Regions from separate parts of the Mus musculus genome. Here regions 2, 3, 4, 5, 6 and 7 are each linked to region 1. A link is a contact called in public HiChIP or PLAC-seq and Micro-C data. All regions are on one chromosome and are shown on one strand. The core of a region is the stretch at or near the end of the contact, and the rest is flanking DNA. Distances in the headings are between cores, read along the strand shown. Region 1 holds the start of Ntn1 (netrin 1). Region 2 holds the start of Usp43 (ubiquitin specific peptidase 43). Region 3 holds the start of Stx8 (syntaxin 8). Region 4 overlaps Stx8 (syntaxin 8). Region 5 overlaps Stx8 (syntaxin 8). Region 6 overlaps Stx8 (syntaxin 8). Region 7 holds the start of Myh10 (myosin, heavy polypeptide 10, non-muscle).

Region 1 (3,938 bases), core at 457-2,956:
TAGCTGGCCTGCCTCCCTGGAAGAGCTGGCTTGGGTGGCCAGCTCTCAGGAAGACCAGGAAGAAGGGCCTTCGTCCAAGGAGAACAAGCTGGGCCAGCCCATCCCCGAGGCCCTTTCTTAGGTTCTCAGAGTCTATGAAAGTGGAAGGAACAGAATGAGGCGGGCTGAAGCAAGGAAGCCCTTGGGCCAGAATCAGGAGTGGAGTTTTTCTGTCTGAGTCTGTTATTGAATCACATTCTAAATGAGAAAGAAACTTAACAGTAACTAGTTTCAAGCTCGCAGCTGGATAGATTCTCACCTCTGAACTCTGGCTGTAGCTGCAAGACAGCCAAAGGTTACCATTCTTGTTCACAGTCCTTTTGTTAAGGCAACAGAGAACCAGGCCAGAGGCTGGGTGGCCCGAGGACACCCCAGGAGACTGTAATTGCGCGAGGTTATCCATTAGACAAACGTGGTGAGAGAGCTCATGTTTCTTTGAGATGGGGTATGTTCCCCATGCTGGCCTTGAACTCCTGGGCTTAAGATAGCTCTCAAGCCTTCGGCCTCCAGAGTAGCTGAAGTGGCAAAAGCACACCACCCACAGGAGAACACCACTGCCTCAGGCCAGGAGCCCAGATTACTGTATCCAAATTATATATATATACACACACATACATACACACACACACACACACACACACACACACACACACACACACACATATAAGTAGCCAGAAATTTGGGAAAGTTATCCCTAGCCTCTGAAGCCTCCACACCCTTAGTTGAAGAGTAGAGTCAATTGGTACTATGCAAAGCTATTGTGGGAATCTCCCTAGGGATATTAAAAAAAAAAAAGGATCTAGGAGCTGCCAAGTCAGCTTCAGGGGACCCTGGGAGAACTGAACTGGCCCCATCTCTGAAGTTCAGGATAGACCTGAGTAGGCCACTATCCAGGTGCGTCCGAGCTTCTTGGCCTTTAGCCTCGAATCACCACAGCTTCCAGGCCTAAAAGAAAATTGGCAGTGACAACTCTGTGAGGTTTAGGCGCTGCCTCTTGTTGCCCCCCACCCCATCCCCTAGAGCCTAGGGGCAGAAAGTTCACATCCCTTTCCAGTTCCCCTTCCTCACGCCTCTGGGGCCGAGTGCCCATAGGGGCAAGGCCCTGAGCGTAGTGCCACCGGGGCCACCAGTCTGGGTTGGAGGAAGGCTGGACCTCTGCGAAGAAAAGAAAACAAACACAGATGTGTTTGGCTGGGACCGGGAGGGAGAAAGCCGTTCTCGCCCCCACCCCACCCCCACAGGGTGCGCGCCGGCCCTGCCCCCTCTCCGGGGTTTCCCCGGGCGCTCCTCTTGCTTTCTCTTTGTCTCTGCTGTTCTTTCTCCGGCTCCCAGGTTCCCACCCGCTCGCTCTCGCCCTCTGGAGCATCCCGGGCCCGTTGGCTTTAACTTTCTTCTTCCCGGGGTTAAAACTTTGCTCGTGAGCGGGCGGCTGCTTGCCGACGTTACTGGCCGGCGCCCCGCCCGGCGGCCCCGCCTCCGCGCTCCCCTCCGCCCCCCACTCCTAGCGCGAGTGGTGGCGGCGGCGGCAGCGGCAGCGGCAGCGGCGGGCGGCGGCAGAGCCTTCGGGGGCGTGCGTGCGTGTGTGAGTGCGCGCCAGCGAGCGTGAGTGTGTGTGTGTGTGTGCGCCCCGGGCGGGCAGGGCAGCACTCGGACCGCGGCGGGAGTCGGCGGCCGCGTCGTCACTCGGGAGGAAGAGGCGGCGGCGGTGGCGGCCGGGGCCGGGGCTGGGGCAGCGGCGGCCGCGCCGGGCATGGAGCTGGCAAGCCCGCGTTGAGACAGGACGCTCTTGCTAGCCGCCAGCGAGAGGCTCTCTGCAGTCCGGCGCGCGGGCTCCCCGGCTTGGGCCAGGCAAACTTTTCTTTCTCTTTTGCCATCACTTAGAGGTAAAGTCTCCTACGCGGAATCCCCAGCGGGGACGCGATTGGGGAGGGGGCATTTATAAAGGAAGGACCCCAGGTGGCAAGAGAAAAGGACGCTGAGCCCGTGCGTGGTTGGGGGATCTGGAGCCCTGCTGCGCCTGAGGCTTAAGGGAGCAAGGAGAATGGGCATAGCTGCGGATGGGCAGATGGGCGCGGGCTTGCTCTTCGGTTGGCCGGGAGGCTGGGGAAGCCGGGAGGAAGGGGCGCGGGCGGTTCAGGTTTGGAAGCCCCTGCGCTCGGGGTCCCCCGGACTTTGGGGGAGGGAAGTGGGCAGTCTCGGGGTTGGTACCCCGGGGAGCGGGGCACTTGCCCGCCACTCCACCGAGGGCTGTTGGGCGCGGGGCGGGCTGGCTGCTGGCTGGCTGAGCGCGGCTCCCCTCTCTCCGCAGGCGCCTGGTGCGGCGGGCGAACCGACTCCTTGGCGCGGCGGGGCCGGGGCAAGCTGGCCACAGCATGATGCGCGCTGTGTGGGAGGCGCTGGCGGCGCTGGCGGCGGTGGCGTGCCTGGTGGGCGCGGTGCGCGGCGGGCCCGGGCTTAGCATGTTCGCCGGCCAGGCGGCGCAGCCTGATCCTTGCTCGGATGAGAATGGACACCCGCGCCGCTGCATCCCGGACTTTGTCAACGCGGCCTTCGGCAAGGACGTGCGCGTGTCCAGCACCTGCGGCCGGCCCCCGGCGCGCTACTGCGTGGTGAGCGAGCGTGGTGAAGAGCGGCTGCGCTCCTGTCACCTCTGCAACTCTTCGGATCCCAAGAAAGCGCACCCGCCCGCCTTCCTCACCGACCTCAATAACCCGCACAACCTGACGTGCTGGCAGTCCGAGAACTACCTGCAGTTCCCGCACAACGTGACGCTCACTCTGTCGCTCGGCAAGAAGTTTGAGGTGACCTATGTGAGCCTGCAATTCTGCTCGCCGCGGCCAGAGTCCATGGCCATCTACAAGTCCATGGACTACGGGCGCACGTGGGTGCCCTTCCAGTTCTATTCCACGCAGTGCCGCAAAATGTACAACCGGCCGCACCGCGCGCCTATCACCAAACAGAACGAGCAGGAGGCCGTGTGCACCGACTCGCACACCGACATGCGCCCGCTCTCTGGCGGGCTGATCGCTTTCAGCACGCTGGACGGGCGGCCCTCGGCGCACGACTTCGACAACTCGCCGGTGCTGCAGGACTGGGTCACGGCCACCGACATCCGCGTGGCTTTCAGCCGCCTGCACACGTTCGGCGACGAGAACGAAGACGACTCGGAGCTGGCGCGCGACTCCTATTACTATGCAGTGTCTGACCTGCAGGTTGGCGGCCGCTGCAAGTGCAACGGCCACGCGGCGCGTTGCGTGCGCGACCGAGACGACAGTCTGGTGTGTGACTGTAGGCACAACACGGCCGGCCCTGAATGCGACCGTTGCAAGCCCTTCCACTACGACCGGCCCTGGCAGCGCGCCACGGCCCGCGAGGCCAACGAGTGCGTGGGTGAGTGGGGCGCCGTGGCGCCGCGGGCGGTGGGTGGAGACGCGGTGGGGCGGGGGGAGCTCCTGGACCTTGCAGCGGCGGGTTCTCCCGAGCGACGGAGCCAGGAGTCCGAGCATCGCGGGATAGTGGGTTTCGGAGACCTTACAGTTGCTTCGGGACGTGCGTTCCGAGACGTATGGGACCTGGGAGGGGTGAGATCAGAGCCATCTGCCCGCTCTGCCGACACCCGGTGTTGCATCCTTTCACCCACTTCGAAACCAAGAGGCGGCTGGAGAAGTGGCCCGGGAGGTCAGGGGGTGGAGGGAGTGGTTTGGAGAAAATTTGCCGACAGGTCTTTCTAATCCCAGATCCAAACGGAAACACATTCACTGCCTTCCTCGCAGTTTGCTTAGTGCCTGGGGTTCACCTCCGCCCCATCCCCCTTTCCTAAGGCTGCAGCTGGGCGCGCGGTTGGGGACCGGGGACGTTCCAGAGCCACAACCAGGAATCCCTTGGGAGAAGGCAGAGAG
Region 2 (3,938 bases), core at 510-3,009, 460 kb after region 1:
AACTCTGGACCTCTGGAAGAGCAGTTTAACCTAACTGCTGAGCCATCGCTCCAGTTCCCCCACCCCCAACCAGGTGATTCTTTTTTTTTTTTTTTTTTTTTTTGGATTTTTTGGTTTTTCGAGACAGGGTCATCAGGTGATTCTTAATTTGATCGAATCGACAATCAAAAATTAGCCTTTACAGCAAGCTCATAAACCAACTCTAGCTCCAGTTTTCGACTTTGCCAAGTAAGAATAGATTTCTGCTCAGACATTTATTGTGAGTCGTGAGACACACACCCAGGATTCCAGCACTCAGGAGGCTAAGGTTGAGAATGAGAGTTCCAGACAAACCTGAGCAACATAAGTGTGATGGACTCCCTCCTTCTTACCAACAACCTCCTAGCAAAACAAAAGCAACAGCCGCTCCCGAAACTGTTACCAAATGAAAACTCCCTGCTGGGGATCTTGACATGATCTCAAAGGTGAAATACCGGAGATGATTTATCAGAGTCTGCTATGACCACGGCACCTTCAGTACATCCGGGTCATGAAATGAACCTTATAAATTTATCAACTAGGTGGATGTCTTTCCCAGGAAGGTAAATGGTGGCTTTTTACACTTCAAGTCTCCACATTACAGTTTCTTCTTTATCCTTAACTTATGCAACTTTTTGGCACCAGGTAACTGCTGCAATTCTATGTGAAGATCGAGGAGGGATACTTAATAAATGATGAGCACTTATTATTAAATAGCAAGTCACATTTTTGGGTTCTGATGTAAGTCTGACTCCAGAAAGCTGCTGATCTCTTTTTGAGCTACAAACTGATGAGAAATTCATTTTGCAAGACCTTGCCTGATTAATTATAAACCTGACAGTTAAGGCATAAAAGGAGCAGAGGCCTCCAGGGTTACCCAGGGAATTAAGGGCGGGGCGAGGCCAAACTAATTCTGATTGGGTAAGGATACAGCCAGGCTTTAGCGTGGAGGAGCGAAGCAGCAACCGAGTAGGGGGCGCGCCTGAGAACCGGAAAACTTCCTGCCAAGCAAATACTGGGGTTGTAAAGAGCCTGAACTCTGCAGTGCACCCAGGGAGGGTCGAATTCCGGTTCCTCTCTTTTCACAGCCTCAACCTCGCTGAGCTCCCTTCACCAATGAAAACCAGGACGTTCAAGTCTCCCAAGTTTAAGGAAAATGAATGTAACCTATTGTGTTATTTAAAAAAACAAAACAAAACAGCAAGAAAAAGAAAACAAACTCCCAACCCACTAGCATTCCCACTCCCAGTTCAGGTCCTGGGGTGACCGGTGTAGGCAAAGGCTGCAAAGGAGGTGGCGCCACCTGACCGCATGCACCTGAGCCTGGGCTCCCCACCTGCACAGCTGCCAGCGCGCGCCTCTCGGGACACCTGGGCACGAACAGGGGCACCGCTCGCCGGTCAATTTTCTTAGTCTTCATCTGGCTTCCACGACCAGAAACTTAGCCAGAGCCAGGGCTTTGCTTCGCTGGGCGCTTCAGAAGGTTCCATCCCCGGGTTAGCTACGCTGTTTAGGGATGGGCGGGGAAGGCGAGCCGAGGTGAAAGGCCTGTTCCAAGGCGGGAAGGAAGGGCGGGGAAGTCCACTAGGCGGGCTCAGAGGGAGTGCATTCCCAGCTCCAGCCGCGGGGGCGGGAGCCCGGCGGCGGGCGCTGCCCTAGGGCCGGATTCCCGCGTGGGGCGTGGCGTGGCGGCCCCGCCCCTGGCTCCGCCCTCGCCCGGTGTCCGCACACCTGGCTCTCAGGTAGCCGGCGCCCGGCGCCTCCGGGAGGCGGTGAGGACCGGGAAGCTGCCGGCCCGCCTGGGGTCTCGGGGGCTGCGCTCCCGGACCACCGTGCGTGGCCAGCATGGATCCGGGCGTGGGGAACGCACTGGGAGAGGGGCCGCCCGCGCCCCGGCCCCGCCGCCGCCGTTCCCTTCGCCGCCTGCTTAACCGCTTCCTGCTAGCTCTGGGCAGCCGCTCCCGCTCGGGGGACTCGCCGCCCCGGCCCCCGGCCCAGCCCAGTCCCTACGATGGCGATGGAGAAGGGGGCTTTGCCTGCGCCCCGGGCCCGGCACCAGCCTCTGCCGGGAGTCCAGGGCCAGATCGTCCTCCGGGATCCCAACCCCAGATATCTTCGGGTGACGGGGCGCGTCCGCCCGGCGCTCAGGGCTTGAAGAACCATGGCAACACCTGTTTCATGAACGCGGTGGTGCAGTGTCTCAGCAACACCGACCTGCTGGCCGAGTTCCTAGCGCTGGGGCGCTACCGGGCGGCGCCGGGCCGCGCCGAGGTCACCGAGCAGCTGGCGGCGCTGGTGCGCGCGCTCTGGACGCGCGAATACACGCCCCAACTTTCCGCAGAGTTCAAGGTAGGCAGCGCCAGCCGCCCGCAGACTCCTCCGACCCTTCTGGTTTCGGCTCTTGAAAAGCGTGTGAACCATCAGCCAAGCCTGGTTCTTGGGCGGGGAGTAGGGGGTAGGTCTTCGGTAGACACTACTTAACCAGCCCAGCCTTGGGTTACCGCCTTTGTTTCGAGGTGACATGTTACATTATCATTTGCAAATGCTTTCTTTAGAAATTAGTTTCTTCCTGGTATTTTGGGCTGGGGTGGAGAAAGCTGGCAGCCTTAAGTGTGTCCAGCAGTTTTGTGGTTAAAAGCAGTTGTTGGAGTGGGACTTGCCGGCCAGGGTGAGTTAGAGCTTAGGATCTAGAAGGATGCAGCATGGGAAGCAGGTCCTTGAAGGCCAAGCTTTGGGAAGGAGGAGATAGAAGCGTGAGGAACAGAAAGCCGAGAAGGAACGGATCTAGGAATAATCCAGGTAGAGTGATCAATAAGTAGAAAGGGCAGAGGCCTGAAAGTGAAGCGTTTTGAAGGCAGGTGAAGGTCTTCAGATCGTGTATGACCTTGGACGCAGTGGCTTTGGATTATTTAAGTCCAGTGGGTGCTGAGAACCCGTGGGTCAGGTATTCTCAAAAGTAGGGAGAGGGAGTCGTTAAGAGTGCTATAGTAGAATGGTATCCTTTAATTTAATTCATACTAAGTCCTGACAGTATGTGAGCAGGAAGTGGCATTTGTTATCTGTAAGATTACAGTCCCCTTGCTGGGAATGCTTCGGGGTCATGAGAAGGCGTTAAAGTACAAATGTGGAGTCCCAGTCGGATGATGAAAGTGTTCCAGATAATTGATGCATAGGGTTTGCATCCTGCTGCAAAACCGCAGCTCTGGGCAGAAAGCTGAAGCACCCCCACGGACTAGTGATTGTTATTGAGGGTGAATATGACTGTCGGTGTTCATTCTGCAAACATACATGGTTCTTAAGTTTCAGCCTGAGAAAGCAGTCTTTGTCCCGTTATCTGCAAGGATGCTAACAACTGCCTTCCTCTCTGACCTCTGACCCTGAAGGAGCACAGTAGTCACACAGATGTCTTTATTATCACTTTTGGGCCACATTTGCTGTTCAGATATGATCATCAGTGTAGTATAGTGGTCAAGAGCAAGGTCTTTTGGGCAGTGACTCATTGCTTGACAAATCACTTGTCATACAAGCCTTGAGGATATGTTTCCAGAACCCAGATAAAAAGGAAAAAAGCCAGGTGTCCCACTGCAGGCCTTTATCTTCACTGTGGACCTGTAATCCCAGGGTAGGCTTGTATACAGTTCCAGCCCTGGGGAGATGGAGCCAGGTAGATCCCTTGGGCTTGCTGTATGAATGATCTAGCCGATTTGTGAGGGTCTAGATTCAGTGACAGGTCCTGCCTGTCTCTGGAAAGGAACATACTTGGTTGGTGTACATACAGAAAGAGCAAGGGCTTGGGGGCTCTATGAATTTTATGCAAATTCATCTCTTCTCATCTGTAAAACCGATGTGCATGACAGTTACTTCATTATAGAGTAGTTGTGCTAAGTGGGTTATATAGAGAGCACCAAGGATATGCCTAG
Region 3 (3,938 bases), core at 440-2,939, 420 kb after region 1:
GGCCACAAGAGGACAATTTGGGCCGACTCTAAACAAGACTAAAGCAGATTTCCCTATGGGAAGGAGGAGCCGAGTCTAAGCACTGTGGAAGGCACATGGCATAAGCAAAGATGAAAGAAGAAAGCATGCCTGGCACGTTCTGCCACGCGGTGGTCCTGGGAGGAAGGTATAGTGCAAGCAGGACAGATGAGCAGAAGTCAATTCTCTGCACAGCGTGGCACGGGGGTCTAATGAGATCAGACTTACGGGAGAATTTTACCCAAGACACTGAAGCATTTCAACTCTTTTACTGTTAGTCTTAACTGTTTGACTCAGCGGCTTTCTCGTTTGCCAGCTGAAAGCTTTCTGGTCTTGCTGGGGACCAAACCCAGGGTGTCTTGCGTGTGCTAAACAATCGTTCTACAACCGGGCTAAAATTTGAAATAAGTTATGTACACTCAGATGATGCACTGATACACATTAAAAATCATGTTTTTAAGACTACCTTTTAAGGACATGGAGAAATGCTCCCTCCCTGCTTTGTAAAATACAAGCAGGATATAGATCCAAACAATAAATGCATTGGAAAAAAAGGTGAGCACTGATTGCTTCCGAGGGATAGGGGTGCTTTTTACTCCCTTCAGATACTCAGCAGTCTCTCAATTTTCTACCAGGGGTGTATACAATAGTTAAAACTTTAGGACAAAATTCAGCACTTGGCTGGGCTTGGTAGCAGAGCCACCATTTTGGAGACTGAAGCAAAAGGGTCAGGGATTCAAGATCAACTTGGGCTCCCCGAGACACTGAAAAACAAACCAACAACAAACAATTCAGCAACTGGCCCAAATAGCCTAGATCCCAGATAACTCTAATTCTGACCTTGGGATCCACTCTCTTAATATTCAAATTTATCTGCCATCAAACAACTACAAATTGTACCGGAAACACCACCATAAGGCATATTCTCCAACACAAACTTTATAGGAATGCAGTGTTATAAATTATTCATCAGGAAGGTCAGGACTTTATAGCAATTTGTTCCTTGTACAAAGATGTTTTTCATCATTCTCTCCTTGGGGTCTCTTTGCTGAATAAATGGACCTTATCAGGCACTTCCTACTTCGTGCTGACATAAGTCTTCATGCTACTGATGCAGGAAAAGTGCAAAATTTCCCCTCCCAATGTCCTACAAGTTTTCTGTGAAAAGCCCATAGCACCCGTGCCCAACTAGCTACTAACTGGTGACCATGGAGTGTGAACTTCAGTTTATAACCTTTCTGGGGATTACTGGGTGAAGGGATACCCCACCAAAAGGTTATTTTGACCTCACTTTTACAGGAGCCTGGGGAAGTCTATGCATGCAGTCAGCCACAAGCATGATGGGCAAGAAGCCCCAGAAAAGGGGGGCAAATATTCGATTGCTCAAGTCCCAGCTCCCCCAGGTCATAGCCTACCCTAGGACCACAGAGTTAGCACCGAGTAGGCAGTACGTGGCTGAGTCCCCTCAACAGGGGGAGGATTCTCGCTGATCTTCATCCCTAAGGCCGCCAGCCTCAAGCTCAAAGATGGGCAGGGTCTCTGCCAGTCCCTGGAAGCCAGTTCCACCCCCAAGTTAATCCCCATACTCTGCTGCCATCACCGGCAACTCACCAGGGGTCCGGGGCCATGGTGCAGTCTCCGCCCGCAGCTGGGACACTTCCTGCTCGTAGCAGCTGACTACGGCGGCCCGTGCGGCTCATTCCCCGCAGTTCGGAGAGTGCGCGACCCGAGCCCAGAGTTTGCAAAGTGAAACCTGTTTTAATTGACCTCAGAACGACGTCCCCGCTACCCAGAGCGCACCCCTAAGGGAGTGGGTAGCAAGAATCTATTTTTGTTAATTCACATGAATTGCTGGACGCAAGAAAAATAGTTAAATTGTTGAGCAGAATCAAAACATTTTCCCAGGGAATGGAAACGCGTCAACCCCGGCTCTCTGTATTTTTCTTCTTAATTCAAAACAGCAAGACAAGCTGGGTGTGATAACTCAAGCCTGGAATTCCAGCACTTGGATGGCTGAGGCAGGAAATATACATACAGGCAACATATGTACCATACATGCATGAATACATACATACATACATACATACATAAAAATAGTTGCATACTGTACTAAAACGTTTTTAGTGATTTTTTTAAATTTTTCTTTTAAAAAGAAGTATCAATGCCATGTTTTTTATAGCAACCTATTCATCATAGGCAATTCTCTGTGCTCAATTATTCTGTGTTCAATTATTTTTAATAATCATCACGAGGGGCTTAATTGTATAGTTTTTAAAAAGTCACAGACCTGTACACGGGAGAGGAGGAAATTTACCTTGTGCACTTAGCGTCAACCTACCACCTACATTTCCAGAATGGATAAAATACATACTAAGGAAGTCCTCCCAACATTTGCAAGAGGGGAAATCAACTCAAACACAGTGGGCTGGGTTTCTGCTCCTGCATGAACCTAGCACGCATGCGTGCGCCAGTTACCATGACGACCAGGAGACGCTGCACCCTGGAGTTGAAGAATCAATGAGCTGAAACTCTCCAGGATGGAAGAACAAGTTTTACCCGAGCTGGATGTAGCAGAACTGGAGCTTCAGGCTGTGATCGGCTTCAATGGTGAGACCTTGAGCAACCATGATTTGATGCCTCAGGGACAGTGAGACGCTGACCTGGTAGCGCCTGAGAGGCAGTGGGAATAGCGGCAAGAGTGTGGCCAGGCACCACCCGCCCCAGGATGGTGGCAGATCTGGGCCTCATTCCTGAGCCTCAGGAACTGGCATGGGTGTAAGAGCTCAGATAAAGCTCCTCCAGAGACCAAATGAGCCTAACTCGGTAGGAGTATGAATAAGGGTCTTTCCCAAAGTAAGAACTCAAAGGTTTAAGACCAGGATAGAAGGGAAGTAGGACATTAAGGGAGAAACCTTTTTAATTCTGGAGGGGCCTTCTTGTGGTGCTCACACTTTATTTGTGACTGTCGTGGTAAATATTGAGAGAGAAATGCTGTGATTGGGGGTCGTGTTTGGCGTGTAGCGAAAAGGCAAGGAGTTAAATTTTAGGGGGAAAATTGATTTTTTAAAACGAATGTAGTGCCTGAAAGCTTTACCGTTGAAAGGATGCGGTGCGGAACGATTACAGAGTAAATAAAGGTTTAAGCGCTCCTGGCATTAACTCTTGAGTCTTCGTTGCTCTGTGCTGCTTTAATTGAAAGCCAGCGTTTTCTGTATCTGAGCCAACACTGTCTGTAGAGATGGACAAATATTACCGATAAGAAGTGATCCCTGGAGAACTGCAAAAAAATATTCTGGTGAGCCGGTCAGTGCAAAGACACACAAGATCTGTGATTGATTTTTTTTTAAGTAATTTACTTTATGTGCATTAGTATTTTGCCCTGCCATATGGATGCTGAGATTGAACCCTGGTCCTTCGGAGGAACAGCCCATGCTCTTAACCACGGAGGCATCTCTCTAGCCTGTAACTGAATTTTTGCTAACACAGTAAGGAAAGAATCTTAAAGTGTATCAAAGTTTGGGAAAAGGGTTGCTTAAAAAAAAAAACAAACAAACAAAAAAACCTGCGTGGGTGTTTTGCTCAGAGCGCATATCTGTGAACCAGTGCCCAAGGAGGCCGGAAAAGAGCATCAGATCCCCCAGGACTAGAGTTACAGACAGACGTGAGTCCCATGTGAGTGCTAGGAATGAAAGCTGGGTCCATTGGGAAAGAAGCCAGGGTTCTTAACTGCTGAGCCAACTCTCGGGCTCCTTGTTTTATTTTTAATTATGTGTATGGGGTGGAGGAATGGACATGTAAGTGCAGGTGCTCGTGAAGACCAGGAGAGGGCGCCAGATCTGGTGGCAGTGAAGTTACAGGTGGTATGTCCTAGGAAGTGAGGTCAGGTCCTCTGCAAGAGTTGTGTACACTCTTGCCTAGAC
Region 4 (3,938 bases), core at 558-3,057, 390 kb after region 1:
TATAAAATATGACATGGTATCCCATTAACATGCAAAATCTGAAGTTTGGCATATCAGCTAAAAAAGCACATTTTAAAAAGTTAAGTGGCAACCTATGTGGAAACTATTAGAAAGACACATTGAAAACATCTCTTTGATTTTAAAGCCAAGAGCAGAGTAAAAGAACCAGGCCTGGCAACACACATGGGTAACCCAGCAACACACTTGTAACCCAGCAACATGCATGGGTAACCCAGGGCTTGGGAGGAAGAGGCAGGTGGGTGAGGGATTCATGGTTATCTGTGGTTGTTAAGACCAACCTGGGCTACTTGAGACTTTGGAAAGAGGTCAAAGAGGAACACGGAGAAAAGGAAGAAAGGAAAATGAGTGGGAAAAGGAGGAGTAGAAAAAGTGGGTGTGTGCCAATTTTCCCAAGGGGAAAAACAATGGATGAAAAAAATACCTAAGTTTTTTAAAAGGAAAGGAAAAGAAAGGGGGGGGGAGAGAGAGAGGAGGAGGAGGAGGAGGAGGAGGAGGAGGAGGAGGAGGAGGAGGAGGAGGAGGAGGAGGAGGAGAAGGAGAAGGAGAAGGAGAAGGAGAAGGAGAAGGAGAAGGAGAAGGAGAAGGAGAAGGAGAAGGAGAAGGAGAAGGAGAAGGAGAAGGAGAAGGAGAAGGAGAAGGAGAAGGAGAAGGAGAAGGAGAAGAAGAAGAAGAAGAAGAAGAAGAAGAAGAAGAAGAAGAAGAAGAAGAAGAAGCAGCAGCAGCAGCAAGCAGACCAGGCTGGGGAGAGTCTGGAGCCCATGAAGGGAGACATGAAAGAGACAGACAGGTCTGCAATCCACAGACAGGGGAAAGGCTAAAGAGAGAACTGAACGGCAGCAGGAATTCTTTCCTAGCATTTAGGAAAAAGCACAATTAATTTCCACGTTCTCTCCTTGCTCTCAGGGAAGGAAAGCGCCCATGAGTCAAAACCTGGCCAAGAAGTTGGGTGTTTTCTCTTCTGCTGACTTATGTCCCCACCTTGTGGTCTGCTCAGGACACAGCTTTTCTGCTTACATGTGAGTTAAGGGTATATACATGAATCTGTGTGTGTGTGTGTTTATACACACATTTAATTCAAGCAGAACATGTAAAATGAAAGGGCACAGTACACAAGTCAAAGATACTGCAGTGAAGATCCTCAGTTAGCGGCTACCAGGGCAAAACCAGTCGCATCCAAATCCTCTAAGGACTGAGTGAGAGTATGTGGGGCAGTACACACTGACCTGCATGTGGATCGGAGCACAGCGCCCAGCAGTCAGTTCTCCCTCCATCTTGTTAGAGCAGGATCTCTCACTTCTCAGAGGCCTGCAAGCCTCCAGGAGATTCTCCCATCCCCACCTCCCGTCCCGCTGGACTTGAGCCTTGAGATTACAGATGTGCAAGACCACATCTGGCTTTTTACCTGGGTTCTGAGGATCAGTCTTGGGTCATCAGGCTTGCATGGCAAGCGCTCTTACTCGATGAGCAGTCTCTCTGGCCCAGAAGCCCGGCTGTTCCATTCTGTTCACTTCCTCTTCCAAAAGGAACCACTTACTTTCATGATTCATAACACTATAAATTTCACCTCTATAGGAATGGCAGCATACATGTGTAACTCCAGTGTCTGGCTTATGTCACTCAGCATGTTTGTGCGAGCCATCCACAGTGTGCTGTGCACCTGTAGACTGTTCATCTGTATTGGCTGTGTAATATCAATGTCTGAATATACTATTAGTCTACAGAGTTCCCTGGGCTCTTTCCAACGGGAACTTTTAAGAACAGCCCTGCTATAAACATTCTTTCTGAGTCTGTGGAACAGTTCCATTTGAGTGGGTGTGCAGCTTCTAAAGAGACTGTACTTATGCAATCTCACCAGTAGTATATGAGAATTCCAGCAAATCCCAGAAACATCCGGTTTGCCCGGCAAGGTAGCCGAGCTGCTCTGGTAGGTATGGCGGTGTAGCATCCTGGTTACAGTCTGACTTTTCTGATAACTGACTAAAGCCAACACCTTTGTATACAATCATCACACACCATCTCCTTTGTGAAGTCCAGGGTTAAATCCTCTGCTGTTGTCTTTCTAATGTCGTCTGCCTTCAGGCTCTTTATTTATGGTTGAAATATTTTCCATATCAGATGAATACCCAGAACATACTGATCTCCACTCTAGTTTGTCTTTACTGTTTGTAGTCTTTGGAAGACAGATTTTGATGGAGTCCATTTCTTCATGTGTTTATTTCCTTTGTGTTTAGTGACTTGGATGGCCTAAAAAATCTTTGCCTGTACCACAATTGTGAAGACCTTGGGATTTCTACTAAATGTTCATGTGACCTTTCATGTTTAGGTCCACAGGTCCCTTTGGATCGGTGGAAACGGAGGCTTCGAGACTCCTTTCTTCCCTGTGTGGACATCAGTTGATCTAATGCTACACCTGTTATGCCACCTCTGTGACCAGTCGGGTGACGACATGAGTGTGGGACTGGTCCTAAACACCCTATTCTGTCTCCTGGTTCACTTGCCTCTCCTTGTGCAACACCACAATGCAGCCTTAGCCCAGCTGCTGCACTGCTGTGTCTTCTTGTCAATGCTGCCTTGGTACTGCTTGGCTCTTCACACTGTCGGTCATAGAAACTGTGGTAGAAGCCAGATTATCAACTGACCACACAGAAGCCAAAATTCATAAGGGAACTGTAAGTGGGTTAGTTCTGGATCTACAACCCCGTCTAAAGGAAGCAGACATCTTAACCACGCTGGGCGTTCCAATCGCTGGGTTTTCCTTGGTTCCTCTACATGATGTTTCATGGTATTCCGTGTGAAGTTTTTATTAGGTTTATGCCCACATATTTCATGTGTGTGTGTGTGTGTGTGTGTGTGTGTGTGTGTGTGTTGCCTACATGTATATCTGTAAACTGTGAGCCTAGTGCCTATAGAGGTCAGAAGAGGACATCATATCTTCTTGAACTGTAGTTACAAACAGTTGTGAGCTGCCATGTGGGTGCTTAGAGTTGAACCCAGATTCTTTGAAAGAGCAGCCAGTGCTCTCAATCTCTGAGCCACCTCACCAGCTCCAATTTCACATTATGTTAATAAACATTGCTGCAGGGCAGATAAAGGGTTAATACCTAGTGAGCAATCAGCAGGAACCCTGACACTAAGCAACATGCCCCGCTCAGTTATTTTCAACAATATAATAAAGGCCAACTTCACATTTTTTACCATTGTGCATTTTGTTGCTGCTGCTTAACCTGGAAAGCCTTTGGAAAGCCCAGGCTGCTGCTTCCAATCACTTCCCAACAGAATGCTTTCTTATATCCCCCCTGGAAATAACAGATACATCAACGACTTGATCGATGACCTAGAGCTGCAATAACTAATAGTCCTTCAAAGTTCAAGGTCTTCGGTTTCATTGCTTGATCGAGCATCCACATAGATAAGGTCTCCTTATAACTGGCCTTCATTCAGAAGTCAACTCGACCATTAGAGAAAAATGCCAATCCAGAGTAACAACTACAGAGAACCCACCAAGCAATAACTGGCCTCAGAAGTGCGTACACAGCCCAGACGCCTCAGACAGCTGCTCGGCCACGCTCAGAGTCAGCTTCGGAATGTTCAAGAGCAAGCTTAAACTTTGCTTAACACTCTCCAAGGCATGCTCCTAACAAAAAAGGATCACACACACAGTGAAGAGTGAAAAACACACATCTGTGTGAAGAAAGAGAGGTTAGAGACAGGAGCCTGGAGGCATGTGTGCAGGCACACACGGGCGGAATCTCTCCAGAAGGACACACAGACAACTGTCCAAGACGGCTGCCACCAGGAAGAAACGGGGAAAGTGCATGTTGGAGCTGAGCGAACCTTTGTTGTCACTGATAGTTCTTTCCACAGCTGGACATTTTGTTGCTTAACATAGTACTTTAAAATTTTACCATTAATCTATA
Region 5 (3,938 bases), core at 1,050-3,549, 370 kb after region 1:
CCATATCCAGAGATCCATCCCATGATCAGCTTCCAAACGCTGACACCATTGCATACACTAGCAAGATTTTGCTGAAAGGACCCAGATATAGCTGTCTCTTGTGAGACTATGCCAGGGCCTAGCAAACACAGAAGTGCATGCTCACAGTCAGCTACTGAATGGATCACAGGGCCCCCAATGGAGGAGCTAGAGAAAATACCCAAGGAGCTAAAGGGATCTGCGACCCTATAGGTGGAACAACATTATGAACTAACCAGTACCCCGGAGCTCTTGACTCTAGCTGCCTATGTATCAAAAGATGGCCTAGCCGGCCATCACTGGAAAGAGAGGCCCATTGGACTTGCAAACTTTATATCCCCCAGTACAGGGGAACGCCAGGGCCAAAAAGTGGGAGTGGGTGGGTAGGGAATTGGGGGGTGGGAGAGGGTATAGGGGACTTTTGGGATAGCAATGGAAATGTAAATGAGGAAAATACCTAATAATAATAAAAAATTAAAAAAAAAAAGAAAAGAAAACTGCAATGTAAACTGTCCACAAACCACCACAGGCGCAATAAACCACTGTAGCCTACTGACTGCAGACCCTCCGTGCCGCATAATGGAAACTGATGGAGTGAACATGTGATGGAGCTCACACTCAGTCTTACCATTCTGTTCATCCAGTTCGTTCCCAATTTCCTGGCCCATTTGTTTTTGGCGACTTATGATAGAGGAAAGGGCATCAAGACCCGCGTCCTGTTCTGAAAGAAAAGGAAAAACAACTGACTAAAAATCAAAGGAAAACACTTTCAAGTTAATATAAATATGTATACACACACACACACACACACACACACACACACACATATACATACACACATGCAGAGGGAGATCTCTCCAGGCAACTGACACTATCCAACATATAACAAGAGTGGCACTGGTGGCGTTACTAGAACAACAATTTAAATACTTAACACCACAGACTGAAATGATTTCCTGATAAATTCATTGCTCAAATATGAAACAGAAATTTTATTAAATTTGGCTACAGTGACAGTTAACCCTCTAGTATATAATACAAACAGAACATGTATAAATCAATAGTAACTGGGCACGCATGCACACAGGCACACACGTGTTGGAGTCAGAGGATATCTTATAAAGTTGGTTCTCTCTGGCACAAGGCTACCTGAAGTGGGAGGGGCCTGAAGCTCCTGAGCACTATGTGGTATATGGGAAATAAGCTCAAGGCCTTGACAGAAATCTTTGAGACTTCAATCTACCCACTCTTACTAGGTCTAGGAAACATATATAAGAACATATGCAGCTAAGCAATAATGCTTCTACAAGACTCTTCCCTAATACATGTCCCTTGTGCTGGAAATCAACTTACTGCCTCTCGGTGTATCTTTTGACTACTCTGAAACTTTTTCTGGAGCCCTTGGCTCTTTTTCCTCTGCATAAGGTGTAATGCTTAAAACTGATTATCAACCTCATAGATTCTTCTAGAATCATCTAGAAGACAAGCCTCTGTCAGGCCTAGACAAGATTACCTTGCTTAGTTTACGCAAAGTTGGAGGCTCTCACCCTTAACGTGGGCCTGGGTCGCAGACTGTGTAAGAAGGGACGATCCTTGGCCATGAGGCATGAGCACCACGAGGCATGAGCACCGTGAGGCCCTGAGCAATATGAGGCCATGAGCGCCGTGAGGCTCTGAGCATGGTGAGCACCGTGAGGCGGTGAGCACGGTGAGGCCGTGAGCACTGTGAGCACTGTGAGCACCGTGAGCACCGTGAGCACCGTGAGTACGGTGAAGCCAGGTGCTTCAGGCGCCACAGGAGTTTCCCTCCAACTGTGAAGTGGAGCAAACCCCTTCTCTCTTCAGTTGCTTTTGCCATGGTAAGTTGCTTTTATCACAGCTACAGAAAATGTAACTAAGACACTTCCTGGCCCCAGCCTTCTCCCTTGTGTGTGTCTCTCCCTCAGGAAGAAGGCGATGCCTGTTTCTGTTTTGGAGTCCAGGTCCTGAAAAAGGAAGCCAGGTTGGTTCATGCAAAGCACAGGCTCTCCCACTGCACCACACACCCAGCTCCTACTCTTCCTCTTACAGCCTCCTTCAGTATTCAAAGCTTAATCCGAGACCTGTTCCTCTGAAGCTCAGTGGACCCCAGATCAGGGGCTCCTCCCTACACCCCCCTCCCTCGGTGCCTGAAAAGCGAGCACCAGTGAGGTGCTTTATCATGAGGGTTTACCCTGGCACACTAAGAAGCAGCGTCACTGACAGGAACTAAAATGCAGCTCCACGTTTGCATTTGTGAAATGACTGCGTCACGCAATGGCTTATCTAGGGAAGCAGAAGCACAGAGTCTCGCTCGGAGCTCGCCAGCATCTACTTACAGTTTTGTATCACTCTTTTTTACAGAATTAAATCACTATACTTAGCTCTTTGATTCGCCTGGAATTTATTTAAACTTAAGGTGTGAGGCAAGGACCTCTTGGTGACACTTTTTGACACAGCGTACTTTTTAAAGGCTATAAACAGCCTGCTGTGTCCAGGGAGCACTCTAAGGCACAATTTTACAGCAAAATCACTTTATAATGAGGTCCTCTTGGTCCTTAGTAGCAGCCTCCTGGATGGCCTCCAAGATAAATCTATCATCAAACTCGCACTGCAGAGGGACGTCTATGCTACAGCAAAAGTCCAAAGGCACCCAAGGAGTAATCCATAGGTGGACTGAGGGTCAGTGCCCTGTGAAATGATGGGAAAATGGATGAAAGCGGAAAGCAACTGCCTCTAAGGCTGTCAGCTAGGAAAAGACACTGAAGTGCTGACACTGTTTTTCATTCAGTCGGAATACAAATTGTTAGTAAAAAATAGCTACGCTCACCTTTTCTCCCAAGTTCGTCGTCTCCTAAAGTTCTCCCTAGTGCATATCAGGAAGGAGAGGAGAAACTCCCCTAGTCCTGTGATTGCCATCAACTAGAGCACCTCCTCACTGTGTAACTCTGGGATAATCAACTGTCATCCCACAGTCCAGACGCCAAAGCTGCTGGGCAGCTCAAAATGATCATGTCAATCACCCAAGCTCCTCTGAGCTATAAACAGACATTTCTAAGAGGCAATGGTTTCACCATTTAGTAATAATCAAAATAAAAGGCTGCTTCCAACAAAAATAAGCCAGGACTCACTGCAGACGATCGACTTACAAACAGCAGAGGTGGGACATTGTAACAGCTCATTCTCCATAATCCACCGCATTCTGTCACACGGGCCAAGGCTGAAGGCCGTGGTGCTGTGTCACAATGGGATGCTTGCAACATACCAGACCCTGAGTCGTTCTTCAACTTTACAGCGGTGTAGATTTTAAGACTGGATCACCGTGGAAAAAGGAAAGCATGTACATGCACATGCATGTGCATACATATACACTCAGACACATACACACACACACACACACACCAACACATCCAAGCTGTCCAGGTTTTAATCCTTGGAACCTGCAGCTATGCTACTTTCCATGGAGAAGGCAACCTTGCAGATGTGGTGAAGATGAAGGCGTATGATAGGAGATGAGGCTGCGGAATCTAGGTGGACCCAATACAATTCTATTAGCTCTGAGAAACAGAGGTTGCCCAGCCTGTCAGAGGGAGCCATGACAGAGGGTTAAAGAGATGCAGTTGCTGGCGTTGAAGACGGAGCTATGAGTCAAGGAAATGGGGATCTTCTAGAAGCCGCACAAGGCAATGGGACAGATTCTGCCCTTGGACCTCCAGAAAGGAAAGCAGCCAGCTGACACCTTGATCTGAGCCCCTGGAGACCCAAACTGAACTTCTGCCCTTCAAACTGTAGCGATGTGAGTAATGCACTATATGTGTGCTAATTTATTGTGGGAGCACTAAGACGATCATTTCTGAGGGTCCCCGTGGAGCCATTAGGTGTGGAGATACTTCCTATTTTAG
Region 6 (3,938 bases), core at 1,030-3,529, 340 kb after region 1:
GGGCAGTGGTCAATGCAGACACTCATGACTGGTCAAAATGCTGAGAAGAAGTGACTGTGACTACTTAGTCCTAAATAGGGCATCTACATTCTCTCCCCCGAGGCTCAAGAAACACCACAGAAGGGAGGTCGGAAAGAGTATAAGAGGTGTAGAATAAGGCAAGTCCTGTGAAATGTGGTCTTCTAGACATACCATGGCTGCTCTGCTCATGAACTCACGTTAGCTGTAATTACATACATAAAATCTACATGAGAGCAAAGCAATCAAAATTCCAACATGGCCGAGGAAAAGCTCATGAGACCCCACCTCAAGCTGAGGAACTAGGAGCAGCCGATGGCTTCAGAAGGAGGGAAAGTACTTTTGTTTTCCTTTGTAGGTGTGGCCGACAAAAGTCGAACTTATGGGCCTCCTCCATGAGGTCTCTTGTCTTTTTAAGAGAATGTGTTGGAGGTGTCTGGGGGCTTGGAAAGGGAAGACAGAAGGGGTACATTGTGCATATGCATGAAATCATTCTTCCTTTTACTTGTTTGCTTGTGAGACAGGCTCTCACTATGTAGCCCTGGTTGTCCTGGAACTCATTGCATAGACCAGGCTGGCTTAGAACTCAGAGATCTACCTGCCTCTGACTTCCAAGTGCTTAGGATTAAGGCATATGTCACCATGCCTGGTGTTAACATTTTTGAAGAATAAATTTAAAATGTTATTTTTAAAAAGAGCTAATTGGGACTAGAAAGAATTACTTGGGTGCCTGAAAATATCCGAGCAGGGGTGGCCATTAATGTTAAAGAAGATAATAAGCCTTCTGTAGTATGTCCTTGCACACCACCCTCAGAGAGAGGCTTGAAGACTAGAAGGTTGTATATCACACTTAAGAGGGCAACATCAGAATTCTTGAGTTGAGACTATCTGTGTTTGGGGCTAACTCATTAACTTAGTTACTGAAGCAGCTTAGAGCTTTGAGTTCTTTTCTCTGTGCCAGAATGGAATCAAACATCAAATTACTCGTCCATCAGAAATCATCTCCTACTTTGTGTAAGTAGAGAGCATTAAAAAGAAAGGATCACACACAGTTCCCATCCCAAGGGATCGTCAAATGTGGCCACAGAGTTTAGTCTCCTCTGGGTTCACAAAGTTTGCTTTTGGAAGGGTCCATTAGGTTCATCTATGAACCTTCCACGGTCACAGGGGCCCAGCTGAGTAGCAGTGTAAGGCCCAAATAACTTCCTTCTTCCAGACTCATCTGTGTCCTCTCTACTGGTTCCTCCCTGGGTCTAGAGAGTTGTGCTCTCTAAGGAGAAACAAGGAACTTATCTACCATAAAAGACAAAAACATCTATGTTCTTTATATTGTTCTACTAAATGACAACCGAGCAATCTGTTTACCCAGCGGGCCATCTGGTTAACCAACAGCTGTGGTTTCTAACTCTCCACCAAACACACACTTTTCTTTGGGAACTTCCAAGTTTTCCACTTTGCTATCATCTACTTCTGTTGGCCTGGATTCACCCCTACCCTGCAGGTACCATGGCTTACTGGGCACAGGAAGTTCTCCCTAGTCATCTACTTTCTGTCTGCCTACCTCTGTTACTTCCCACTTCTACCAAATCCAAGTCTGGCTACTGACCATGCTTGCTGGGTTATCCAAGCCCCACTCTGCCACAGTGAACTACAAGAAAAACCTTCAGTGTTGGCAGCTGGCGAGAGCGCCAGTCAGTGCTCCCTGTAGCAATGACTTGGTAGAAACGTGAGTCACTCAGCAGCATGGGCCCTTCGCTCTGTGGCCCACAATGATCATGATAAGCCTCAGGCAAAGATGACTATATTTTCACAGCACTGCCTTCAACTGGAGCAGAGAGAAGTCAACTAGCATCCTGAACTCTGAACTCCAGAATCAGAGTCTTTCTATATTTACCTAAGAACTTCCCAGGAACGGAGCATCTAGCATCATGAGCACATCATCTTTGCTGAAGAAAAACAGATGTTTACTCTGTTAGGTATGTGTGCATATTCATACTACCTATACCCCCCCCACCCCCCCCATGGCTTTTTGATAACTTCCTGGCTTCTCAAAACAATTTTTTGTAGGATACTGGCTGTGAATCTTTGTGTGGACAGTTCAATAGCTGGTTGTGTAAAGAGAGACGGGTCTTTTGTCTTTACCCCCAAAAGAACTGAAACAGACTCTTTCTTTCAAAAGTTGGCAGAGATATGTGGCAGAGGGGCCCAGCTCGTTTGTAGAGGCAAACACGTTGCTGTCCAGCACAGATTGATCACCGGCTGGGAGGCAAGTCATTCCAACGTCGGTTCACAGAACACTGGCTCTTCGCTGCTCCGCTGACCACCAGTGACAGATTGATGTGGGGTTCCTTAGCAGAGAAGCTGGCTCACGTAGAGGGCCCGGGAAGCTAAGCAGGTTGCAAGTGTATTATACATGCTCTCTCTGCCTAGAAAAACAAAGCGTCCCACCTTTCTGACCTGCACTTGGAGAACCCTTCGGGACTGAGTTTGCTTTGTGGCTTAGAAGACGGCTTACAGCTTTCCTGAACAACATAAAAAATGAATGCGTATTGGCACTTCCCAAAGAAAGCCAAAATCCACAAAGAGAATGACGAAGGAACTTCTCTTCCCCCTTCTCCCACTGAGAGTGAGAAAGGAAAGACATGATATTTCACGTCAGTGCCGCAGAGTTTGTTTTGTAAAAACAAATGAAGAGGTGCAGCTTGTCACACCATTTGTAGCTAGACGGTCCTGGATCTCACAAAAGGACATGTGCTGGGTGTCCTTCAGAATGTGGAGCATGGTAATGACCCACAAGGCCAAGAACACAGAAGTGCTATGCAAGGAGCTGAGGCATAATTGCTTGTTGAAGGAAACTGATGTATAAGGTGTGAATTTGAAAAGCCTGTAATATGTTTGACTTTGCATAAATTTGAGATATTAAAATTTTCAAAAGGTTGTACTTTATCTTCTTTTTTTTTTAACAGAACACTTTTCAAACACCCTGGCCGACTTTTTAAAGAATGATGATAGTTTAAATATGCTGCTATTTATCTCGATCCCTGATCCAGCACTTCTTTCCCATTGTGTTCTAATACAGGATATTTGAACTACAGCCATTTAGCATAAGAAAGAAGAATAGCTGCTCAGGGTCAGGGACAATCTTACCCTCCATTCTTGGTGTCACCAAGCCCAGAAGAGAGTTGGCCACATAATAGATTCTCACTAAATATTTGCTGACTGACCATTCATTAGAAGCCAACTTAGCAACGCCATGACTTGCTGTTGGAGTCTAGCGGCAGGGTTGGTGAGATGATCTCATGAGCGTTTTCCCCACACATTTCTGGCACTGCCACCTGGACAACAGTTGAAACCATGAATGCAAAGGAAAGCTGAACAGCAAGAAGAGATTCCGCCCATGGGATCCATTTTTTCAAGGCTTGTAGGAGGGGAAGCAAACTACTGTTTTCCTTGTCATGGGAGCGCTGTGTGGGTTACTGTCCACCAAGCGAGAAAGGGATAGATATGGAGTGGTTAATGATGAGGGAAGCAACAGGCTTTTGGCAGCAGTACAAAGCCAGGGAATTTCTCAGTTTCCAGAGAGCAGCATGCGCTTTGTGGTGGAAAGGTCCTGAGCAGGAGCCAGAGCCACCCGGAGAAGAATGACTGGGCAGCATGCTTCACCCACCGCCAGTGGTGAGATGGGACACGGGAGGTTCCGGGTAGCAGCTGAGCTGGTGTGCTTTGTAACAATATACTCGGGGAGCAGGCCTGTTACACTGAGTGAACTACGCTACGTGTTAGCATTTTAATAGGTAATTAATCTTGATTTGATAGGGTTTAAGATTTCTATTTCTTGGCACATATGCTCAAGCTATTATGTTATAAATCTCAGGCATTTCAGCGAATGTCATTCTGGTCCCCACTGCATACAGCACGAC
Region 7 (3,938 bases), core at 793-3,292, 310 kb before region 1:
CGCTGAAGGGGAGAGTCTTTCACCCTACAACGTGCCCTTCAAATTCTCCTCCATCTCCCTCTCTATCCAGTCTCTTCATTGTCATGATTTCCCTACGGAGCCCCAATACATAGCCCAGCACTCACAGGTCACCTCCTTTTGCCGCAAAAGCGTGTGGTATATCACACAATTGCACCATATGCTTTCTGCCGATAAGGACGGGAAGAACGGAATTTAAGATGCAGAAGTAAAGAGATACATAAAATGGCCACTTTTCCAAAACCGGAGACAGACAGGGCATACTTAAACATCAAATGCACGGGGCTACAAGAATAGTTAATTGAGGCAGATTAATATAGGAGATGGAACAATGAATAGATTATAAAGTTTTCCAGAGTCAGATACTATCAGGAATAATTAAACCTCACCCAAACCATCCTTAGTTTCAATGTTTGAAAAAAATAAAATCAAAATCTTAGCATAGCTAAAGTATTATATTTAGTATTATTTTATTCAGCAAAAACAGCAGTCTTTGTTCCATCCGCAGTCTGGATCTACTCCGCCTGCTTTTCCCTTACCCCACCCCAATCTACCCCACCCCCTTCCATCCACCGCAGTGATCTTGAAGAGAGCTGCAGAGGCCCCAAGAAACAAGAGATAACGGTCGTAGGCAGAGACCCCGTTACCCAAACCTCACCAGTTCAGGTCAGACGCACCGACTGGCCACCTCCTAAGGCCCCAGTTCCCAGAGAGGCCTGACTGGGGGCCTCTCGGGTCCCTGGGCCGCATCCGCCCACCAAAGGCCCACAAAGCCCCGCCAACGCCAAGGACTCCACAGCTTCAACTTCCCTCCGACCCAAATCCACTTCGATTTTATAGGATCAGAGTATGACACCCTAACTACAGAAGGCTAGGGAGAGATTCTGCGGCGAGCCATTACCAGATCACTTACACAATAAAGCGATCCAGAGGCGACGGCTGACCCTCCCCCCGGCCGCTCCGCTACAACGCGCCCGGGCCACATTTCCCGCCTCGTTCTCCCCAACGGCCCAGGCCTCGCCCGGTGTCCACCTCCCGGTCCACCACGGTCCCCAGCGAGCGTGGCATGAGGTCTAGCTCCAGCCCTCCTTCCCGAGACCAGCTCTGGAGCCTCTCATCCGTCGCATGCTCCCAAGACCATGCAGTTTCAGGCCACTGGTCCCTAAACCGCACAGATCCAGGGTCCGCCTTCTGAGTCTTCGGAGAACCTTTCAGTCGCACCCGGGGAAATCTAACTCCACCTAACCCACGGTGCAACCCACCCAGGGTCCCCTTTCCTTCCTGGGCCCCCAGCACCAAGATCACATCCCAGGACTCAGTCCTCTCCTAAAAGGAGATAGACACGCCGGGCGCCTCCGGCCTCTTATTAGGGCACTCACCTCCCAACCCCACGCTTCCAGGGATCCAATGCAACCAGGAGTTGGTCCCTACATCCCCATCCCCAGATCTCCATTCTCATCCCTTTCAAGAGTCGTCCTCACGTATGACCTGGCCCTGATCCATGAAGAGGTCTCATTCTCAAGGACCCCATTTCCCACCCCTCCAGGGGTCTCTTCATCTCCATACACTGGGGTCTCGTCATCTCCACAAGCTCCGCTCTCCACTGCCCAGTCTCCCTTTCCCAGCTCCCGCCTGGGCTCCGTCTCTGTGCTCCAGGCTCGCCCAGTTCCCCAGCCCCGGTTCCTCCCCTCCTGTTCCCTCAACCGTCCCCACTCCCGGAACGCCGCACTCGGACCCGGGCAACTGCTCGTCTCACCTTCAGCCGAAGATGGTGGCGCCGGCACACGTCCCCAGCAGCGACCACAGATCCAGCGTCTCAATTCCAAACCCACCGCTGCCTCCGCCGGGCTCCTTTAGCACTGCTGCTCGCGCCTGCCCCACCCACTCCCACCCTCATTGGGCCATCTCCACGCCCATCACTGCCGCCCCCAGACCCACTGGTCGGTTTGCGCGCCCATCTCCCAGGAAAGACGTTAGCAACCCGAACGAAGCTACCTTCCCAAGTCCCGCTCCCTCCACCCACCTGGAATGATGCTCATTGGCTCCCGCTCCCGACCTAGACCCACAGACTCCCAATCTCATAGGCTGCTACTCACGCCTGTCAGAGACTCCGGGAGGTGCGGCCGGGGCAGTGGCGGGTGATTGGCTGACTCTGGAGGGAGATGGACAGCTGAAACTAGGAGCCTGGCGATCCCGCGAGGCAGAGATCGCCGATCTTGTTGGGGTGTGCGCGCTGCGCTAGTCAGGGCTGGGTGGACAGTGGGGCAGGTGTACCGCAGCACAAGTCACCAGCTCCCACTGGTCACGTCTCTCTATTGCGTCGGGCCGCCGCTGCAACCCACTCGAGCGTTCTGCGGCCCGTAGGCTTGCCGCAGCCACTGGGTCCCTCAGCGGGACCGGCTTTCGCCGAGGAATCGCCAGCTCCCGGAGCTGCCTGCAGGGGCGGGGCCGGAGCGCGGTCCTGAGGCCTGACGTCACCCTGGAGCTTCAGTGGGTGGGAGCCGCTGCTTGCGGCTCACCTGCAGTGGGGGAGGGGAGCCTCTCGGGCTGGGCGCTAAAGCTCTGTCCTGACCGGGCTGCAACCCTGTGGCGGCCGGAGTCCCCCCTTACTGATGCTTCCTTCCTCTCGTGACCCGCCGCAGTTGGATGTTTGCTTGCTCTGCCTCTTAGGCAGGGCTGAGATTCCAAAAATACGAGAAGCAAACGGGCCTGGCAGAGAAGACCAGAGAGCGACTTCATTTGTTCACTCACTCATTCATTCCAGCTCTCTATGGAAGAGGAACTGGGTAGGGCTTGCAGGATTCCTGTGCTGTTGTCATAGCCCCTAGGGCTAAAGAACCAGTGGTTCAAGTGCCTTAGAAAGGTTCATGGACCTCAGGTGGGAGTGGGCTTCCAAAATAAGGAAACTGGAAAATTGAAGTTAAAAAAAAAATGTAATGAAATGTCTGCAGAATCTAGTCAACTCTTAATTATACATGTATAAATATAATAAAGTAAAAAAATCACAAGAGCCAAATGGATTATTGTTCTTATAAAAAGATAAATATAAAATACTTTATTTTAAAACTGCCTCAGGATTTTATGTATTTAGTATTGTATATATGTGTGTGTTTTAATGGATACTTTGTAAATGCCTGAGAAACTTCTAGACTGATTTTTTTTTTTAAAGTGAGAAAAAAAATGAAAACAAGGCAGGAAGTGATAAGAAAGGGTTGGTGGAATTCAGAGAAATCTCCAAGGCAGCTGAATGCAGAGCCCTTCCGGGGGAAGTGAGAATTCTTTGTCCTTTGTCCAGGTGCATCTGGTCTCCAACCCCACATGCCCACTAGGGTGGCTGCCCCCTTCCAGGTGTCTTGTGACTTTGGCACTACATGAAGAGTTCTATCCTTGTGAAGTCTACCGAGGAAGTATAAGTTAGTATAACGTGTCAATGATAGCCCTCTTATAAACGTTTCCGGATTTAGAAAAGACTCAGCCATCTCAAAGGCATGACTCTAAGCTTTGTTACCCAATGAAGTCATTTCTAAATGCTATATTCCATGCTCAGAGCATCCATACAAACGGCTCAAATAAGCCATCAGATCCGTGGTTTCTCATAATTTGAAACCTCATAATTTTACAACAAACTCAGGGGACCATTAGAGAGAGAGAACAAGAAGTTCACCAGAACTAAAACTCACACGGACATTTGTCTTGATGAGAACTCAATAGCAAACTGTCCCCAAGCGCATTTCTAGCTCTGGGGTCTCTTCCAGGTTTTCATCCGCCAGTTATCTCCCATCCAAGTACCCATCGGGCCTGGTCCCACTTTTCTTCTGGGATCAAACAGGATCTGCAGAGTAAAATGTCCATACATGTCTGCCTGGATGGGAGGAGAATTAAAAGAGTAACAGGCTCCAAGTCTCTCTCCTGCCCACCCA

Evidence for each region. Hi-C and Micro-C count contacts between places; a contact is called where the count stands out from the background. HiChIP or PLAC-seq counts read pairs in DNA pulled down with a chosen protein or histone mark.
Region 2: an HNF4G HiChIP or PLAC-seq map of pancreatic cancer cells shows a contact between it and region 1. The contact joins the promoter of Usp43 here to the promoter of Ntn1 in region 1. A contact is called at or near these places in 11 of 39 promoter capture datasets (the C10 cell line, HPC-7-derived erythroid cells, cranial neural crest and 6 more), 5 of 484 Hi-C or Micro-C datasets (embryonic stem cells and nephron progenitors), 14 of 115 datasets of contacts at active chromatin or transcription factors (embryonic basal ganglia, embryonic forebrain, embryonic midbrain and 6 more) and 3 of 9 other capture datasets (adipose tissue, liver and macrophages).
Region 3: a contact with region 1 is called in an H3K4me3 HiChIP or PLAC-seq map of forebrain, with 5 times the contacts expected there. The contact joins the promoter of Stx8 here to the promoter of Ntn1 in region 1. A contact is called at or near these places in 15 of 39 promoter capture datasets (the 3T3-L1 cell line, the C10 cell line, the HPC-7 cell line and 12 more), 1 of 15 datasets of contacts at CTCF or cohesin (the NIH/3T3 cell line), 2 of 484 Hi-C or Micro-C datasets (bone marrow-derived macrophages and embryonic stem cells), 20 of 115 datasets of contacts at active chromatin or transcription factors (the 230-238 cell line, bone marrow-derived macrophages, cardiomyocytes and 14 more) and 3 of 9 other capture datasets (adipose tissue, liver and macrophages).
Region 4: a contact with region 1 is called in an H3K4me3 HiChIP or PLAC-seq map of embryonic forebrain, with 11 times the contacts expected there. The contact joins the enhancer-like site here to the promoter of Ntn1 in region 1. A contact is called at or near these places in 13 of 39 promoter capture datasets (the 3T3-L1 cell line, the C10 cell line, the HPC-7 cell line and 10 more), 8 of 484 Hi-C or Micro-C datasets (Kupffer cells, bladder smooth muscle, cumulus cells and 5 more), 33 of 115 datasets of contacts at active chromatin or transcription factors (bone marrow-derived dendritic cells, bone marrow-derived macrophages, cardiomyocytes and 21 more) and 4 of 9 other capture datasets (adipose tissue, liver, macrophages and 1 more).
Region 5: a contact with region 1 is called in an H3K27ac HiChIP or PLAC-seq map of heart atrium, with 20 times the contacts expected there. The contact joins the enhancer-like site here to the promoter of Ntn1 in region 1. A contact is called at or near these places in 11 of 39 promoter capture datasets (the C10 cell line, the HPC-7 cell line, cranial neural crest and 8 more), 1 of 15 datasets of contacts at CTCF or cohesin (the NIH/3T3 cell line), 2 of 484 Hi-C or Micro-C datasets (bone marrow-derived macrophages and embryonic fibroblasts), 22 of 115 datasets of contacts at active chromatin or transcription factors (SST interneurons, bone marrow-derived macrophages, cardiomyocytes and 15 more) and 4 of 9 other capture datasets (adipose tissue, liver, macrophages and 1 more).
Region 6: a contact with region 1 is called in an H3K27ac HiChIP or PLAC-seq map of stem cell-derived neural progenitor cells, with 6 times the contacts expected there. The contact joins the enhancer-like site here to the promoter of Ntn1 in region 1. A contact is called at or near these places in 14 of 39 promoter capture datasets (the C10 cell line, the HPC-7 cell line, HPC-7-derived erythroid cells and 9 more), 1 of 484 Hi-C or Micro-C datasets (nephron progenitors), 17 of 115 datasets of contacts at active chromatin or transcription factors (SST interneurons, cardiomyocytes, craniofacial prominence and 12 more) and 3 of 9 other capture datasets (adipose tissue, macrophages and pancreatic islet).
Region 7: a contact with region 1 is called in a Micro-C map of embryonic stem cells, with 2.3 times the contacts expected there. The contact joins the promoter of Myh10 here to the promoter of Ntn1 in region 1. A contact is called at or near these places in 1 of 39 promoter capture datasets (neural stem cells), 3 of 484 Hi-C or Micro-C datasets (cardiomyocytes and embryonic stem cells) and 1 of 115 datasets of contacts at active chromatin or transcription factors (embryonic stem cells).

The regions. Positions count from the first base shown.
Region 1 is chr11:68,384,594-68,388,531 of GRCm38.p6, reverse strand. It overlaps Ntn1 (netrin 1), which reads left to right and starts at 1,706. Exons shown (of 7, transcript NM_008744.2): 1 at 1,706-1,922; 2 at 2,348-3,429. The coding sequence starts at 2,412.
Region 2 is chr11:67,919,974-67,923,911 of GRCm38.p6, reverse strand. It overlaps Usp43 (ubiquitin specific peptidase 43), which reads left to right and starts at 1,759. Exons shown (of 15, transcript NM_173754.4): 1 at 1,759-2,367. The coding sequence starts at 1,864.
Region 3 is chr11:67,964,209-67,968,146 of GRCm38.p6, reverse strand. Stx8 (syntaxin 8) reads right to left here and starts at 1,689. Exons shown (of 8, transcript NM_018768.3): 1 at 1,630-1,689. The coding sequence starts at 1,646. It overlaps Cfap52 (cilia and flagella associated protein 52), which reads left to right and starts at 2,505. Exons shown (of 14, transcript NM_027963.2): 1 at 2,505-2,625. The coding sequence starts at 2,556.
Region 4 is chr11:67,996,885-68,000,822 of GRCm38.p6, reverse strand. All of the region lies in intron 4 of Stx8 (syntaxin 8), which reads right to left. Among named protein-coding and RNA genes, the nearest start is that of Stx8, 32 kb to the right of the region's middle. Within about 2 kb of position 1,807, at least 4 of the 459 cell types and tissues checked have an H3K27ac peak or open chromatin away from gene starts, as enhancers often do.
Region 5 is chr11:68,017,707-68,021,644 of GRCm38.p6, reverse strand. It overlaps Stx8 (syntaxin 8), which reads right to left. Exons shown (of 8, transcript NM_018768.3): 6 at 647-739. Among named protein-coding and RNA genes, the nearest start is that of Stx8, 53 kb to the right of the region's middle. Within about 2 kb of position 2,299, at least 23 of the 459 cell types and tissues checked have an H3K27ac peak or open chromatin away from gene starts, as enhancers often do. A contact at or near this core is called in heart atrium, where this site is marked.
Region 6 is chr11:68,049,297-68,053,234 of GRCm38.p6, reverse strand. The region is part of intron 6 of Stx8 (syntaxin 8); the gene reads right to left. Among named protein-coding and RNA genes, the nearest start is that of Stx8, 85 kb to the right of the region's middle. Within about 2 kb of position 2,279, at least 25 of the 459 cell types and tissues checked have an H3K27ac peak or open chromatin away from gene starts, as enhancers often do. A contact at or near this core is called in adipose tissue, neural progenitor cells and stem cell-derived neural progenitor cells, where this site is marked.
Region 7 is chr11:68,690,019-68,693,956 of GRCm38.p6, reverse strand. Myh10 (myosin, heavy polypeptide 10, non-muscle) reads right to left here and starts at 2,042. Exons shown (of 41, transcript NM_175260.2): 1 at 1,775-2,042.